2 separate regions of the Canis lupus genome follow, and region 1 is linked to region 2. Evidence: chromatin contacts called from public Hi-C data. All regions are on one chromosome and are shown on one strand. The core of a region is the stretch at or near the end of the contact, and the rest is flanking DNA. Distances in the headings are between cores, read along the strand shown. Region 1 holds the start of GBP1 (guanylate-binding protein 1). Region 2 holds the start of LOC612422 (guanylate-binding protein 4-like).

Region 1 (2,839 bases), core at 319-2,818, 140 kb after region 2:
TCCTCTTTATCCCCTGTATCTACTCATCTATAGATGGACACTTGGGTTGCTTCCATATCTTGGCTATTGTAAATAATGCTACAGTAAATGCCATTATTGTAAATAATGCTATTGTAAATAATGCTACAGTAAACATATCTTGGCTATTGTAAATAATGCTACAGTAAACATCTCATGTTTAGGGTACATATAACTGTCCAAATTAGTGTTTTTGTTTTCTTTGGGTAAAAACCCAGTAGTAGAATTACTGGATCATATGGTAGTTCTATTTTTAATCTTCAGGGTACCTCTATTCCACAGTGGCTACACACAGTTTGCATTCCCACCAAGAATGCACCAAGAATTCTTTTCTCCACATCCTTGCCAACACTTGTTTCTTGAGTTTTTTATTTTAGCTATTCTAACAGGTATAAGGTGATATCCCATTGTAGTTTTGATTTGCATTTCCCTAATGATGAATGATGTTGAGCATCTTTGCATGTGTCTGTTGGCCATCTCTGTCTTCTTTGGAGAAATGTCTATTCATGTCTTATGTCCATCCCATTTTTTATTGGATTATTGGTTTTTTGATATTGAATTTATAAGTTCTTTATATATATTTTGGATATTAGCCCTTTATCAGATATGTCATTTACAAATATCTTTTCCAATTCAGTAAGTTGTCTTTTTGTTTTGTTGATGGTTTCCTTCACCGTGCAAGTTTTACTTCAATGTAGTCCGAATAGTTCATTTTTGCTTTTGTTTCACTTGCCTCTGGAGAAAAATGTTTCTACAGTTGATGGCAAAGAAATTACTGCCTATCTTTTTTCCTACAATTCTGTGGCTTCACATCTCATGTTTAGGTGTTTAATCCATTTTTGAGTTTATTTTTGTGCATGGTATAAGAAAATGGCCCAGTTTCATTCTTCTACATATATCTGTCCAGTTTTCCCAACACCATTTGTTGAAGAAACATCCTTTTCCAGTTGCATATTCTTTTTCTTTTAAAGAGTTATTTATTTTAGAGAGAGAGTACATGCGTGGGGGAGGGATAGAGAGAGAGATCCCAAGCAGGCTTCCTGCCCAGCATGGAACGCAATGCGGTGCTCAATCCCATGACCCCATGACCTGAGTCGAAATCAAGAGCCAAATGCTCAGTTGATTAACTGAGCCACGCAGGCACTTTTCCCATTGCGTATTCTTGTCTCCTTTGTTATAGATCAATTGGCCTAAAAGCATGAGTTTATTTCTGGATTCTCTATTCTGTTCTATTGATCTATGTGTCTCTTTTTGTGCCAGTACCATACTGTTTTGATTACTGCAGCTTTATAGTATATCTTGAAATCCAAGATTCTGATCCCTCCAGTTTTGTTCTTCTTTCTTAAAATTGCCTTGGCTATTTGTAGAACCATACAAATTTTAGGATTGTTCCAGTTCTGTGAAAAATGCTATTTGTAATTTGATAAAAAATGCATTAAATCTATAGATTTCTTTAGATAGTATGGAAATTTTAACAGTATTTATTTTCCCAATCAATGAAGATGGAATATACTCAATGGAATATCTTTCCATTTGTTTGTCTTACTGAGATCCTCCAGTCTTTTCTCAAGTCCAGTAAGTATCTTTATGATCATTATTTTGAAATCTCCATTGGGTTTATTGCTTATCTCCATTTCATTTAGCTCTTTTACTCTAATTTTATCTTGTCCTTTTATCTAGGACATAGTCCTCTGTCTCCTCATTTTGTCTAGCTCTCTGTTTTTATGTATTAGGAAAGTCAGTTATATCTCCTAATCTTGAAAGTAGTTGCCTAATGAAGAAGAGGTCCCATAAATGGTGCAATGACCCCTGTTCACTAGAACTTGGCAGGGGTGCCTCCTATGTGTGTTGTAGGAATTCTTCTATTGTGGTTGAGCCATGCTTGCCTTCAGTAAGTTGTCTACAATGTCTTTGCCTTGTTATGAGCAAGGTTTGGTCTCTGTCTGTTAAGGGGCCAATTTGGGGCAGCCTTGGGTTACAGTTAGGTCAGACCAGATGGTTGCCTTCAGCCCATTTGCCAGAACTGTGGTTCGCACTGAACTGCAGGTTGCTCTTCCTGCATTGTTTTCTGAGAGGCTTTCATTTGTGAGCAGGATCTGCAGTCAGATCAGATGTTTGATCCCCAGTCTGTCTGTTGGGTTTGTAGTGACCCCAAACCACAGGGTTCTCTGTGCTACCCCTATGAAGTTTTTCTTGGTGGGTAGAGCTAGCAGTCAGATCAGACCCAGGAGGATGCAGTTAAAGTGGTGTGTGCAGTTACCTTCGGGTACTTTGGACTGGTACTGGCAAGTGTCAGGGCTTCTCGAAGAATGAGACCTAGCTAGAGAACTATGGAGGAACTCCTCTTGAGTGGGGTGGACTGGAGGGGGGGAATCTACAGGAGAACAGGGTATGTGGTGTTAGCAAACTAGATTGTAAATGTTCACACTAGTTACCGCAGGTGTCCAAGTATCTAGCCTGGGGTTGAAAGAGAGAAAAGGCATCCACCAGTTCTTTTGTTCTTGGAAAAGTCTCCTAAAGATCCTTGCCTCTCCTGTGCACATTCTGGGATTAGTAAATAAATCTCATATACCCCAGGTGCCTCCCAAACTGCTGTTTCTATGATGTATCTTACTGGGGTTGTTTGTTATTTTGGCTCTTTAAGAGTGGGAACTCAGTTTTCTATCACACTCCAGGCTCTCTCAGAGCCAAGCCTTTTAAAGTTCCTGATGTTAAACCCCACCTGATTGTAAAAACTCAAGAAGTTAAGCTCCTCTGATTGTCAAAGCTGATGTAATGGGGACTTGTATTCCCAGTGCAGGTCCCTTATGTCTGGGATGCC
Region 2 (2,782 bases), core at 181-2,680:
ACCCCAAGTATAAATTCTAACCTAGCACTGGCTCATCAATAAGCTCTGTTGCCTCAGAGGTGACTTTTTGGAAGTCTATCTCAAAAACTAACTGAAAAATATTTTTATATATAACCGAACAGAGCCATGAGCCATCACATATGGCAAGGGCATCAGACAATACAGAATTAGTCCAAGGGAAGTCAGTAAACAAAGTATAAAACCATCAACAATCTCTTGAGGGGATGATGGAATCCACAGTTACAACATTATATTATTTGTAATGTCTTGTTTTCAAAACAAGTTAGGAGGCATGCAAAGAAACAGAAAAGTTGGCCTAATCATAGGAAAATAAGTTAATAGAAACAATCTCTTGGGCCATGAGCAGAAAATATCTCATTTAACAGGCAAATATATCAAAGCATCTATTATGAGTATGCTTAAAGAACTAAAGGTAACTATGGTTTAAGAATCAAAGAGGGTTAAAATGATTCATGACATAGAAAATATCAATAACAAGAAGTTACTGAAAGAACAAAACAAATTCCACAGTGGACTAGTAGAACTGGAATACAGTATAGTGGCTCAAAAACAGATTTTAACTGGCAAAGGGAAGATCTGTGAACTGAAGATAAATCAACAGAGAGAATCCATTTTGAAGAATAGAAAAGAAGACAAAATTAGGAGTCATAGAGCGCAGAGACTGTGAGGCACCATCAGGTGTGCCAATATAGGCAGGGTGGACATCTCATCAGTAGATGAAAGGCAGAAAATGTTAGAAAAAAATACATGTAAAAATAATAATGCAAAACATGCATGATTTATGAGAAACATAATCAAGAAGTTCTATGAGTTCCAAGATATAAAAGTATAACAGAATGCACACCTACATACATCATAGTCCTAAAAGAAGACCCAGTTTGGGGAAATACCCAAACTGCCTACATTTTGACCTCAGTCTGTACTTTTTAACCGATTAAGTCAAGACCCTATGTGGTGTCCTCCTTGAAATAAGTCCCTTTCTGTTTCACCACTGCTGACCTCTCTGCCTTTGGGTTTTGTCAATGACAAGTGGCTAGACCCAGTCTGCTTGGGACCCCTGAAGCCAGGTACCCTTGTGCCCTTGGACTCTACTAACAGTCCACTTGTGCACAGACAAGCTGGGGACAAAATAAAGAAGGCTAGTTAGGGCGATATTTACTAAGGTCTAACTGCAGAGTGACTGGGATCCACAAACTGCCCTCTATACCTTCTCAGGCTCTGGTGGCTTTGTTCCCACACGCCTTCTCAAAATATTTAACACACCATGAAGTTCTTTTACTATCACAGTTTCCTCCTCCATTTCATTTCTCAACTTCCTCAATTTGTTTTCAGTTTCTGGGGGCGGAGAAAACAGAAAACGAGTGAGTTGAGAGGCAGCAGGAAGCTCATTCTTGAACAGAGCAGCAGGTCTGCAACTATGGAGCAGGTATGTTCAGTTCTAAACTTTCTTTTGCATGCACTTTAGGTTCGGGCTTTAAGCCCTAATTTCTGAGATAAAAAGGGGAACTGAGAATAGGAATGCAATAGATAAATCTAAATAGGGAAGATATAAAACCTTGTATTTGTGATTTCCACTTAATGTTGTTTACATATTCTTGCTCTAAAATCTACATATTCTAAAAATCTATGTTTTAAAAAAATATGAATTATAGAGGAAGCTTAAGACTACAATGAAATCCTACCTTCTATTCATTTAGATGCACCCTGTGGTGATATTTTGTGATATTTGCATTCTCTTTCTAAACAGATATAGAAGTTTTTCTGTTTACATTCTTATTCTGATTATTATTTGGTGGAATAAGTAACAGAGGCCATGACTCTTCACCACTAAATACTCTAGCACATTTATCTAATACTAAATACTCTAGATGTCCTTCTACTTTCTTTGGACCCACTTCCTTCCCCCACGGCTGCTCCTTTCTCTCCCCTGGCTACTGTTTCCAACACTCTCCTAAGTCTGTGTTCTGTAAGGACATTCCTGGCCATCCTACTAGTATTTGCAGTGAATCCTCTGAGTATTTAACATAGCGAACCTCTTCCTTCTTCTGGAGGCTCACTCTGTCTGCATCGCCTCTGAAACCCCTTGCTCTCCCAGGACTATCATCCCGGAAAGATCTGCCAGGCTTTCTTCTTTTGTATTCTTAAGCTGAATTAAATCATTTCAACACATAATTCAATTAACCCTTATCACTCACATATATCTCTTTTCTCAGGATTATTTCAGTTTAACAAATCTACTATGTGCCCAGTATGGGGACCGAACAGAGAACAGAACAGACAGGACACCTTTCTCTTCAAGCTTAGACCTTAGTGAAGATAATTATAATGGTGATAAACAGTAGAGTATAATCCTTGTTGTACCGTCTGTTTTCTCCCTAGTTTGAGATGGTTATTGGGAAATACTGTTAACTCTTCCCTTGTTCCATTCTAATCTATCTCCCCTTTCTCTTATACTAATAGGACTCCTGCTTACTTGCCACACACACAGTTTCCCAGAATAATGATGGCAATTCCAGCCTCTCTTGTGGTTGTGTACAGGAATATGAATAATCTATGAAGCAATCTGGTTTATGTAGATAAGATGAATTAGTAAAGGAGAGGCCTATCTTCCCTTTGTCTGTTCTATGCTTAGAATACAAGTATGAAGGGCCCCTGGGTGGCTCAGTGGTTGAGCATCTGCCTGTGGCTCAGGTTGTGACCCCAGGGTCCTGGGATTGAGTCCCATATCGGACCCCCAGCGTGAAGCCCGCTTCTCCCTCTG

The links. Hi-C and Micro-C count contacts between places; a contact is called where the count stands out from the background.
Region 1: a contact with region 2 is called in a Hi-C map of blood, with 2.4 times the contacts expected there. The contact joins the promoter of GBP1 here to the promoter of LOC612422 in region 2. A contact is called at or near these places in 2 of 9 Hi-C or Micro-C datasets (both in blood).

What each region holds. Positions count from the first base shown.
Region 1 is chr6:59,897,798-59,900,636 of UU_Cfam_GSD_1.0, forward strand. It overlaps GBP1 (guanylate-binding protein 1), which reads left to right and starts at 1,569. Exons shown (of 12, transcript XM_038541449.1): 1 at 1,569-1,593. All of the region lies in intron 1 of LOC119872277 (a long non-coding RNA gene), which reads right to left.
Region 2 is chr6:59,753,564-59,756,345 of UU_Cfam_GSD_1.0, forward strand. LOC612422 (guanylate-binding protein 4-like) reads left to right here and starts at 1,431. Exons shown (of 7, transcript XM_038541448.1): 1 at 1,431-1,447.